Regions from separate parts of the Bombyx mori genome. Here region 2 is linked to region 1. The links are chromatin contacts, called in public Hi-C maps. All regions are on one chromosome and are shown on one strand. Each heading gives the region's core, a stretch centred on a gene start, on an enhancer-like site or on the middle of the called end of the contact. The rest is flanking DNA. Distances are from core to core; before and after follow the strand shown. Region 1 overlaps LOC101745976 (trithorax group protein osa). Region 2 overlaps LOC101744116 (FHIP family protein GF15501).

What was found. A called contact is a pair of places that touch in the nucleus more often than the background predicts.
Region 2: a Hi-C map of posterior silk gland shows a contact between it and region 1, with 3 times the contacts expected there. The contact joins two enhancer-like sites. A contact is called at or near these places in 2 of 7 Hi-C or Micro-C datasets (middle silk gland and posterior silk gland).

Annotation. Positions count from the first base shown.
Region 1 is chr7:9,258,947-9,264,798 of ASM3026992v2, reverse strand. LOC101745976 (trithorax group protein osa) reads right to left here. Exons shown (of 20, transcript XM_038011947.2): 6 at 2,082-2,344; 7 at 1,511-1,694; 8 at 717-868. Among protein-coding and RNA genes, the nearest start is that of LOC101737552, 19 kb to the left of the region's middle. Within about 2 kb of position 3,473, at least 8 of the 8 cell types and tissues checked have open chromatin away from gene starts, as enhancers often do.
Region 2 is chr7:9,603,182-9,608,934 of ASM3026992v2, reverse strand. LOC101744116 (FHIP family protein GF15501) reads right to left here. Exons shown (of 16, transcript XM_038012092.2): 7 at 3,265-3,425; 8 at 2,422-2,558; 9 at 1,549-1,635. Among protein-coding and RNA genes, the nearest start is that of LOC101744116, 20 kb to the right of the region's middle. Within about 2 kb of position 3,349, at least 3 of the 8 cell types and tissues checked have open chromatin away from gene starts, as enhancers often do.

The DNA of each region.
Region 1 (5,852 bases), core at 2,224-4,723:
AACAGTGAAAAATAACTGATACTGTATTAACAACGAAAGGTATCTAAAAAAAAGCTCAAGTTTAAAGCTAACCATACCAATGATAAACGAAAATATTTTTTATAAATATCTTTAGACAAAGTTATTTTAGCTCCGATTTCACACTAGATGGAGAATAGAACGCATTGCACAGTGACGTCACCGTTCAATAGCGAATTTTTTTACCAACACTTGGCTTCCAGAAAAGGTATGCGATATAAATTTCCACCAAATTCTTTAAAACCCGATTACTAAGTATTGTTTAATGAAACATATCTACATTTATATACATTCCCATGAAATTAAATTTTATACACGGCATCCGTCAACCATCCGTTTGTACTATCTATTAATTTCTTGTATTGTTCAGTAGAATTTGTGGATGTGTGGTCATTAGAGACAAACTATAATTTATATAAATTAAAATGAACCTTACGTATATAAGAAGAAAGGCTTAGCAATAATAATGTTCGAATTAGATTTTCGTAATAAGTTTTTGACACACATGCTGTTCAATAATTTCTTTTTAGATTTCAATAAATTTTAAAATTAGAATTCTATAAGTTGAGACGACACGAACACAAAAACGGTCTAAAGGTCGGTCGATTTAGTTTTTTTTTCTTTTTTTTTTTTCTAATATTGGTATTGTCATTTCGCGTCTGAGTCTAATGCGTAGTGAGTGAGGGTCGGGTACTGACGGGCGAGGAGGGCGGACGCGGCCAGGAGGAGGGCGACGCGTCGTAGTCATCGTGCAGCGAGGAGTGGGACGCGCCTCCCGGGGAGGGCGAGGGCGCCGCGCTGCCGCTGTACTCCTTGCGGCCCTTGCCGGACGAGCACTCCTCGCCGGAAGCTGCAACAGACACACCATCAGCATACACACACAACGTCGAGCACCAGCCGACAGACACGAACCCACAAAATGTCCTACCCCAATAACTCTCAAAAGATAAACGAAATAAACGATGATCAGTATTTTTCAGTAAATACAGAAGGCTGTATTTACTGGCAGGCAAAGGCAATCCTAAACGAGTAATATCATGAACTATTTAAAAGCGGGACAAATTGATTTTTTTCTGACTTCCTTTATTAATGTGTTAACTAATCAATATCTATCTGTGGTAGCAACCACCTTCTCCCACAAAATAATTCCTGCCCCTCCCATAAAATTCCCATACTACACTATGATGTAGTTTCCACGTATTATCTCAGGATGGTGGTAATATCTGTGATAATATCTCTTACTGGTAGTAATACCTCTTATGAGTCCGCACGGGTAGGTACCACCACCACCCTGCCTATTTCTGCCGTGAAGCAGTAATGCGTTTCGATTTGAAGGGTCCCACCCTTTTGTTGGCGTTCTAACTATACTGAGACCTTAGAGCCTATGTCTTAAAGTGGGTGACGGCATTTACGTTGTAGATGTCTATAGACTCCGGTAACCACTTAACACCAGGTCACGTCACGGTAAATAGATCAGCGTCGGACTGGTCACCTGCGGAAGCGTTACTGAGCGTGCTCTGCTGGCTGCCCTCGTCGAGGGGCGCGCCGTCGGGGCCGGTGGTGACGAGCGCGGTGGCGGGCGGCGCGGGACCGTTGTCGTGCTCCAGCGGCGCGGTGGGCGGCGGCATGGCGCCCTCCCCGCCCGCGCCCATCGGCCCCATGTGCCGCGCTCCCGCCTGCTGAAATCAACCACAAACACGGACATCAATGCGACATTCCCTTCCCGAGATCAAAACGTTACCGGAACGCCGGTTATCTTCTTCTTATCAACCCACAGACGTCCACTGCTGGACATAGGCCTCCCCCAAGCCTCGCCACAAAGACCGGTCCTGCGCTGCCTGTATTGATTGGACTGCGACATTGAAGTTTTTTTTTTTATTGCCCTTGTAGGCAGACGAGCATACGGCCCACCTGATGGTGAGTGGTTACCGTCGCTCATGGACTTCAGCAATGCCAGGGGCAGAGCCAAGCCGCTGCCTACCGCAGTGAAGTGAAGTGGCAGTGGACAGGACACATTGCTCGTAGAACGGATGACCGTTTAAGCCAGAAAGTTCTTGAGTTACCTTGAGCGGTGGATAATGCTGAGGCGGATGCGGCGGCGGCGGCCGGTATCCGTACGAGTAAGGATGATGGTTCCTGGCCGGCGGATATCCGTAGGGCGGTTGCGGGGGGTAGTGCGGCGCCTTGTACGCGGCGTGGTGCGGATAGGGCTGAGGCACCATGGCGCCCGGCGGCGGCCCGGCACCGGGCGTCGGCGCCCGCGCCTGTCCGCCTCCCTCGGGCATCGACGACGGCGTTCTCGGCGGCATCGCAACGTTCTGTGTACCTGAAATTTAAACGACTCTCATATTACTTTCTTATTATAACACGAACAATTAAAATTCAAATTAAGTTTCAATCTAAAACTATTACATGATCGCTCGATCGTTAAATCAATGTAATCGACATGATACGAAACACGTGCTCCATTAACAAAGTACACGCATCGAAAGCATTGTTTATGTTTGGGTTTTGCGGTTCGTAGTTACGTAGGTATCGGCGTGTTATCGAGAGCGGGAGTTCGCCGGTCGTCCCCGCACCGACACACGTAGAGGTACGATTTGAATAATACAGTTAACGAGAGTTAGCCTAAGCCGGGCCGCCGCCGGCCGGGCATCAATCGAGGGAGGAGAGAGACGCGCACCCGATCACTTTCGTTTTCTGTCGGCACGTGAGCGCGGCGTGCACCGCTAGTTCGCGAATTCTCACTGCACTTTATTGCATCCGTATATGTGTTCGTACGACATGCACGCAACGCGCATTGACCGAGGCCGAGATACGAGCCCCGGTGATTTGCGAGGACGAAAGTGGTATTGCAGCTTTTGTGCGAATCGATTCAGCTATATTTGCGCTAGTTTTACTTACAGCTCAAGTGGTTTAACTTTACGTGGGTACACGCAATAAAAGCATGATCGAATGACCGCGAGAAATTAACATTTTTTTGATAAAACTAAAAAAAAAAAAGAGCGCGTGTGAAGCTTTTTATTTTAATCTCATCAGCTGGTCACTATCGGGTTATTATAACATTACAACTACCTATACTACGGTACACATGTTAGTCTGTACAATCAGACGTTGGGCAGACGGCGAGGCGGCGATGATTCATTGATAACAATTTCGTGCCATACACACACCTATCTATATCCACATCTATTTGTTTACGGCGACCTTTAATGAGTGCAGCGCTGAGGTAATAATGAGGTCGTCCCGGTCCGGTCCACATACATACGTACGTACGACCAATGCTTCGTAAAAATAGCGCACGCGGAACGCAGAATGTTGGTATGCTATTAATGATGTGGGCGAGATTTCTATTTCTAGATCAAGGATAAACTTTCTCGTTCAATGTTTATCAATAAACAAAACAATGTGAACTATGAATAGAATCGTTTTCCGAGAATCTTTTTATATAGAGTGATTAGTAATCAATGAATGAATGTGTAATGAACAGAGGATAGACCATGTGCATAACAATTTCATTATACACATTCAAATTATATATTGAATTATGATAAACGTGTGTTTCTGTGTGTAGTTTGGTCAATGGACTTGTAACGTAACAAACAAGGAATTTCCTTAATTACTTATTTCGTTTAGTACTAAACGAATCAATTCACATTAGCAACACCTTATGTAAGTCAGACGTTATCAAAATCATAACTGAGCTGAACATCGATAAAATCAATTTAACGTTTACAAAATATATGAGCATAACGCATGGGTAGGTAGGTAAGAAGTATACGAACTCGTTTCGCGAATCTTATTCTCTAGACACGGATGATAAAGGCCAAGACACACTGAGTGTAATCGGTTCGAGCTTTAAAAGTATATTTTTTTTATATCATAATTAAGTATTGTATACACAGACGCATTAGAACGATAGTTACAGCGAAGGAACATTGTCCCTGTACAATGGATATTTCGACTACATCTCTCATACACATTCGCAATTGTGATGTGTATAAACTGAGACACTTAAAGACAACAAATAGGCCACGAGTACGTATAATACCATTACACCAGTACAGAATCTATACTAATATATAAATCTACAGTGGTTTTTACGGATGTTCCGTTATAACTACTGAACCGTGCATACGATTGACTTGAAACTTGGTACCCTTGTAGAAAATACATGTACTTAATGGACAGGCTAATATTTATATGAGTGTTGGACTCCCTACACGAGTTGCGGGGGCGTTAATGATGAGAATCTTTGTGGGGCTGAGAAATAATAATGTTAATTTTAAATGCCCAGCGAAGTGGACGGGTACAGCTAGTATATACATAATAACAATGAAACAAGAATGAACGTTATTCGTATTGAGGCAACCGTGCACCAATATCGACAGTGGTCTAAACTGGCTCTGTCAAGGGCAGCGCCCGTCACCAACGTCGGACCGCGTGTCCTTTACGGAGACCGAGGCCTTAGCATTCTCATTACAATTAATGTCAATTAAACGTTAAAAAAAATCCTACATTCACATCTACACCTTTGCAACTTTCGAAATGTTAAATTGTGAACATAAACAACAACAACAAAACTAGTATTTTCTTCACTTAACCAAAATAATGATTTACGCAATGTTTTTATGAAAATATATTTACTGGTGGTAAGACATCTTGTGAGTCCGCACGGGTAGGTACCACCACTCTGACTATTTCTGCCGTGAAGCAGTTATGCGTTTCGGTTTGAAGAGTGGGGCAGCCGTTGTAACTATACTGAGATCTTAGAACTTATATCTCAAGGTGGGTGGCGCATTTACGTTGTAGATGTCTATGGGCTCCAGTAACCAACTAACATCAGGTGGGCTGTGAGCTCGTCCACCCATCTAAGCAATAAAAAAAATAAAAAATAGAATTAAGAGTCATGAACATTATTGCAAAGATCACACAGGATGTTCGTGAATACCGTCGGTTGGCTGGGGTTTCTGGGAAACAGACCTCAACGCCCACACGCCGAGTGACTGAACTCCGCAAATTACTTCTCACCGGCTAATAAGCTTAAGGCTTGGCGATATTTTAATCGACTTCGACGGCCTTTGCTCGAATTATAGGACCGATAAAAATCTAAAATCGGTGATTCAGATATACGTCTGTGAAAGTATCGTATTTTTTTAAAGTATGAAAAATAACAGACAGATTTCTTGTATCCGTTCGATAATAAAAGTTAATCTAATTCGATGCCTTTTAGAAAAAAAATTGTTAACATATTATTAGTCTCCCGTCATCCTAGAGAGACACACGATATTTTTCAGTATTATTATATCTGTGTTCGTGTACAAATGACTAGAACACTTATCATTATCCTGTAAGAAAAATGGGCTACCTTACTTTGACTGCAATTATCGAACATCTAGGCAATAAAAAATAAAAAAATAAAAACATATTTTTATTAATATTCGACATTATGCGCTTACTGAAGCTTATGTAATTAGAAATTCGGATAGGCAAATAAAAATATAAGTTCTAAAAATGAATCGCATTACTATTTAAACTCTATATTTAATTCAAACTGTTTAAAAAGCAATTAGCTTAAATATGTCAATAAGGTTGGTAAGCCTAATTGATATAGATAACAAGTACTTGAATAGGAAAATTTGAGTCCATTGATCTCATAATCGTTACTCAATAAAGATACTCGGAGACATCATTATGTAATCTATATTCATTACTAGCTGACCCGGCAGACTTCGTAGTGCCTCAATCGATAAATAAAAGACCTAAGCTTTTGTATAAAACAAACTTTAACAAAAACAAAAGGCATCCATCCGACGGGTGACACACCAAAGGAA
Region 2 (5,753 bases), core at 2,100-4,599, 340 kb before region 1:
ATTTGGTATTAGCATCAACAGTTCAAAGTTTTTGATTGAACGTCAAATAAGTTCACTCTATTCAAATAGTTGAAGAATTTTTTTGTTATAGTTTTTTTATTGCTTTGATGGGTGGACGAGCTCACGGCCAGTCTGGCGTTAAGTGGTTACTGGAGCCCATAGACATCTACAACGCAAATGCCGCCACCTATCTTGAGCAAGAGTTCTAAGGTCACAGATTAAACAGTACAACGGCTACCCCACCCTTTAAACCTAAACGCATTACTGCTTCACAAGCACAGACTCACAAGACGTCCTACCACCAGTATTATTTCCAGATTTCAAACATTAAATAGCTCTCCTTTATATAGTCTTTCACCCCTCGATATACATTTTAGATGCACATTATGTATATATGCTTCGTATTAAAAAAGTTAATTTCATTATAATTCATAGTAAAAATATAATATAATATAAGTAATGAAATCTCGCCTCCCAAAACTGAAACAAACACTCGTACGATTAGATTATACATAAATACATATAAATCATTGAACACGGATGATTAACTAGTTATTTCAAATGTGCAAAAAGATCTTCGGTGTAATTCATTTAGAATATAATAATATCGACGCTTGAAAGGCAAACGTGAATGATAGGCAATAACCATATTCGATGCGCAAAAAAAATATATTTCTAGGTCTATTAAAATCATTTCAATCCTACAGCTAGATTCGATAAAATAGAATTTTTTTCAGGTTTTTCAACTTTATATTAGTTTACTGTAAAGTTCACGCATTGTCGCTTAGTCACGTTTGCCTTTCAAGCGTCGATATAGTAATTCATACGCCATTCCAACATGTAGGTATTAAGTATCTCTTTACTAATAATTATCGTAAGTTTCTTGACATATTTGTAAAAATTCTTGACAAGTCTTCTTGGAATAAAATAAAATATTACTAATTTTATATGTATGTATGTCCTATGAAAATTCAGCTGGGTATAGTGACTTTCAAATTTATAGATTTCTGTCCAGACGCTGTTTGATTACAAAAAATGTAATGAAAAGTTGATATATGATTTTAAAACTTATACATAGTGTCGTATTTCAAAACTAATGATAACAAACTGTTAAAACTATATCAACTCTATTAATAGAACTAGTGGTCCCGTAGTACTTTGAGCATTTTTATGGTTCTATTGTCAAAGACTTATTATACTTCTATAATCACAGATTTCGCCAAGAGTACACTATAGACAAATAATATTAAAGACAAACAATGTTAATCTATTCTCAATTTGAGTCAAATACATGGTAGTGTGTGTGATGTGTTTTTTTAATTGATTTAATGTATTTTAATACATAATTATTGTGTGAGAAATTTCATACTTCTCAGTCCGCGCAATTTTCTTAAAAAAAGGGATCCAAACATTTTTGCTTCACGTATTAATTTATAGATATCGCGTTTCATGACGTCACTACGATTGCGTTATCAGTAAAGAGAGCTCAATCGTTATTAATATTGCAACACAAGGTCCCGCCAGCCCCCAGTAGCCGCTGACACATACCTGCAGTAGAGCCGGACCCAGTACTGGCACCAGGAATCCTTGGTACAGCAAGTCCAGAAGATGCTTCTTTATCGATGCGTGGGCTACCTAAAATATTAGAACACTCTATTTACAGGTAGTGTTCGTTGAACGATCGAAATTCGACCGTACTAACTGATATCATAAGGTTTAAATTAATTTTATGCATGACATTTCCTCTTTTGTTTTTGGTTACTTCGTAGGTACCTATGATAAATAAACCGGTTTATTCCAAATCAGTTTTGACTTTTTGACTGATTACACTTAAATTTCATCTACGGATACAAAACCAATTTAAAAAAATTATACCCAATTTCTAGTTTTATATTTTTTAAGTCCTAGGTGCGGGTAGGTACGTCCGGCTAAGTTTGCTAAAAGCGGTATTTTTAACGACGGAGCCTAGCTGTTACGCCAATGAGGAAAGCACATTATAATCTACTACCCACCTGCAGCTTTACTTGCATTTTAAATAGTGAACTCCCCGCCCCCTTCACATACCCCCCAGTTCAACACAGTTATTTCAAGTATTCCCATGAGGAATTTCATCAAAATCGGTACTAATTAAGCTAACTAAGCTTCATATTTGTATATTTACAAATATATTTATATGTTATTTGTGTATGTATATATGTATATATCAAAGCGACAGGTACACCGCGTGCAATTCGTTTCCAAATGGTTTTTGTCCATGTTGTCTGAAAGAGACCGCTCTTAGCGACAACACCGCCAATTGTACTTTTTTGTATTTAATATTCGTATAGTTTATTTATTTTGTATACAAAAAAGAATTCTCTCTCCCCCCTCCCCCCTCTCTCCATCTCTCTCTCTCTTTCTCTAACGAAGAAACAACAATACCTGTGCAACAGCGTTACAGAACTCGAGGGAGTCGATGAAGAGCGTCAGTTTGTGCACGTGGTTGACGTCATCAGAAGTCAGCCGGTAGACGCCCTCGTCCAGAGTCCGGGGCAGCAGCGAGTACAGCCCGCTCAGACCTGCAACGTTGCAAAACCACCATAGATAATACACATTTGTATTTTGAAGTCGTCGTGGCCTAAAGGATAAGACGTCCGGTGCATTCGTGTTGAGCGATGCACCGGTGTTCGAATCCCGCAGGCGGGTACCAATTTTTCTAATGAAATACGTACTCAACAAATGTTCGATTGATTTCCACGGTGAAGGAATAACATCGTGTAATAAAAATGAAACCCGCAAAATTATAATTTGCGTAATTACTAGTGGTAGGACCTCTTGAGAGTCCGCGCAGGTGGGTACCATCACCCCGCCTATTTCTGCCGTGAAGCAGTAATGCGTTTCGGTTTGAAGGGTGGGGCAGCCGTTGTAACTATACTTGAGACCTTAGAACTTATATCTCAAGGTGGGTGGCGCATTTACGTTGTAGATGTCTATGGGCTCCAGTAACCACTTAACACCAGGTGGGCTGTGAGCTCGTCCACCCGTGTAAGCAATAAAATAAAATAAAGCATTTCCAACGTAAATGCGCCACCCACCATGAGATATAAGTTCTAAGGTCTCAAGTATAGTTACAAGTATATATACGACTAGAGGAACATGTATTTGTAACCTCACGATTATTATTTCATTTTAAATAGGCCATGACGATTTCAAGTGACTACGATCAAATCAAATAGTCAATAATCCGTTTAGTAACGATGTCATAAACGATCGAAACGAGCATACCGGTGGCCAGGACGGGGCAGGTGTTGCCAGCCAACATGTAGTCCGCGAGCTGGTCACACCGGGCCGACATTTTCGCGCAGAGCAGTAACGCGTCGCGCGCTGCCGAGCCCGTCCTGCCCTCCCGGTGGACGGAGGACAGCAGCAGACGCACTAATATAAACCTGCAACGTAAACATACTGATAAAGACAAACGTGTCATAGACATTTACGAAGTTTGGGAGAGGCGTATGGTCAGGCGAAGTCTGTGGGCTATTAAAAAGAAAAAAACACGAGTAAGGTCTGTGCTATAAAATATCCAATGCCATGAACTTATCAATATTGCAATTCGAATGAAGAGCATCTTATAACAAACAAAATCATAAGTACGCATCTGAAAGGGGAATGCCCATTTCAGGCCCAAAGCGGACAATAGATTAGAGAAAAAATACTTAGTGCATTAATTTTGTCATAAATAAATATGCATTTACTTTCTTCCAAATAAGCGCCACTACAGTTTACAATAAGTAGTTTAAAAAAGTAACTCTATAGAATAAACAAGGTTTTTTATTTTTGCGGGAAAAATATTGCCAGCATCAAAACATTTTACGTATTAAGTAAACATTTTAAGTATATAAATAAAACATTTAAGTACTATCATTAATCAATCGACTTTAATAGATTATAAGCACATAAAATAACATCAAAGACCCATTACCCATACCCATTGGACTTTAACTTGTAACTATACTTGAGACCTTAGAACTTATATCTCAAGGTGGGTGGCGCATTTACGTTGTAGATGTCTGTGGGCTCCAGTAACCACTTAACACCAGGGTGGCTGTGAGCTCGTCCACCCATCTAAGCAATAAAAAAAACTTTACTAGTATTGTTATTTAAATATGTACAAATAAAACAAAAACATAAAAAATGAAAAATAATGTGTACTCGTAAAAAAAAAGGTTAAGAAATAAATCAATTAGGTATCGGTTATTTAAAAAAATAATCGATATATGAATTTCATGTAATTATTTTTCTTTATACTGACAACACTGAATTTAATCTGACCGACTGACACATCACAGTTCGCTTGCTGCTTGTTCTTGCGTTCAAAATGGATCTGTTTTGTTTTTTCTTCGATTTATTTTACTTTTATCAATAACGTTTCATACTACGACTGAAAAACATTGTGTGAATTGTGGTTTTAACCTGACCGGGATTTAAAACCGTGTATATGCTCTCCTGTGAAGTCTTGTGCTATTTTTAGATGATTTACTAATTGTGTATGAAGATGAAAAAAATATAGATATTTAAAAAAGTATGTGTGTTTTTTATACCCTAATAACTACAATTGGATAAAAATACATTAGGAACATCTTAAACATTAAGAAAAGAAAAGTTCTTGAAATCCGACATTTATTTATATAGAAAATTAACCTCAAAACGAATTTTTATTTTTATTATATTTTTTATAATAGTGGCGTCAATTTTAATATATTTTTAGCAACGGCTTAATAATTTAAAAAAATAAAAAAAATACAAAAGTGGGTAGGAACGATCGACACAGAATATTAAATCTAAGACAAGTGAACGCTGCGCGCGCTTCCAGCAAAAGTGATCCGAGGTGGCGTGATGTCCCCGCTGGTCGGTCGGTTGCCCCTCCAGATGACGAGTTGCCCCTCCAGATGACGTCACGAGTCCACGTGAGTGCTCGTCGTCAATGGCTCCGCCCATAGACTTTGACTTAAGAGGGAGTCGCCTCTAATACGGCCTCTCCTGACTGGTGGACGTCCACGTTCACCTCGATGTCATGACCGTCTTCAATCTCTGACGATGCAGGACTCACTGTGTGCACAGCGTTGCTATCGGGGTGTTCTATGATATCGTCATAGAAATAGATTGTTTGCATTACAATCATGATTTTGGTACCATGAACCATTAGTAAAAGTTAGTAGTTTTTGTGAGCATTTTACATCACATTTCAGTGTGTTCATGTATAGTAGGCTCTTGTTGAGTTACGTTAGATGTACTGACGACACGGCACTGTTACCATATCGGGTGTATAATATACTGTGAGAGTAAAGTCTGTTTGACATGGCCAAGTTAACATGTCAAGCTAATACACTCGTAACGTGAACTGCGTTACCACGTCACACCTTTACGTGAACTGTGTTACCACGTCACACCTTTACGTGAACTTTGTTACCACGTCATAACATATACGTGAACTATGTTACCACGGTACAACATCTACGTGAACTATGTTACCACGTAAATCTCTGCGTGAACTATGTTACCACGTTACAACATCTACGTGAACTATGTTACCACGTAAATCTCTGCGTGAACTATGTTACCACGGTACAACATCTACGTGAACTATGTTACCACGTAAATCTCTGGAAGCATGCAGTCAACCCCAAGAATGTTTGACATTACGCGTCACTGGTGACTCAACTAGTGCCTGAACCCTACGAGGACTCGGCCTAACCTGACCTCCACCAAAAATTAAA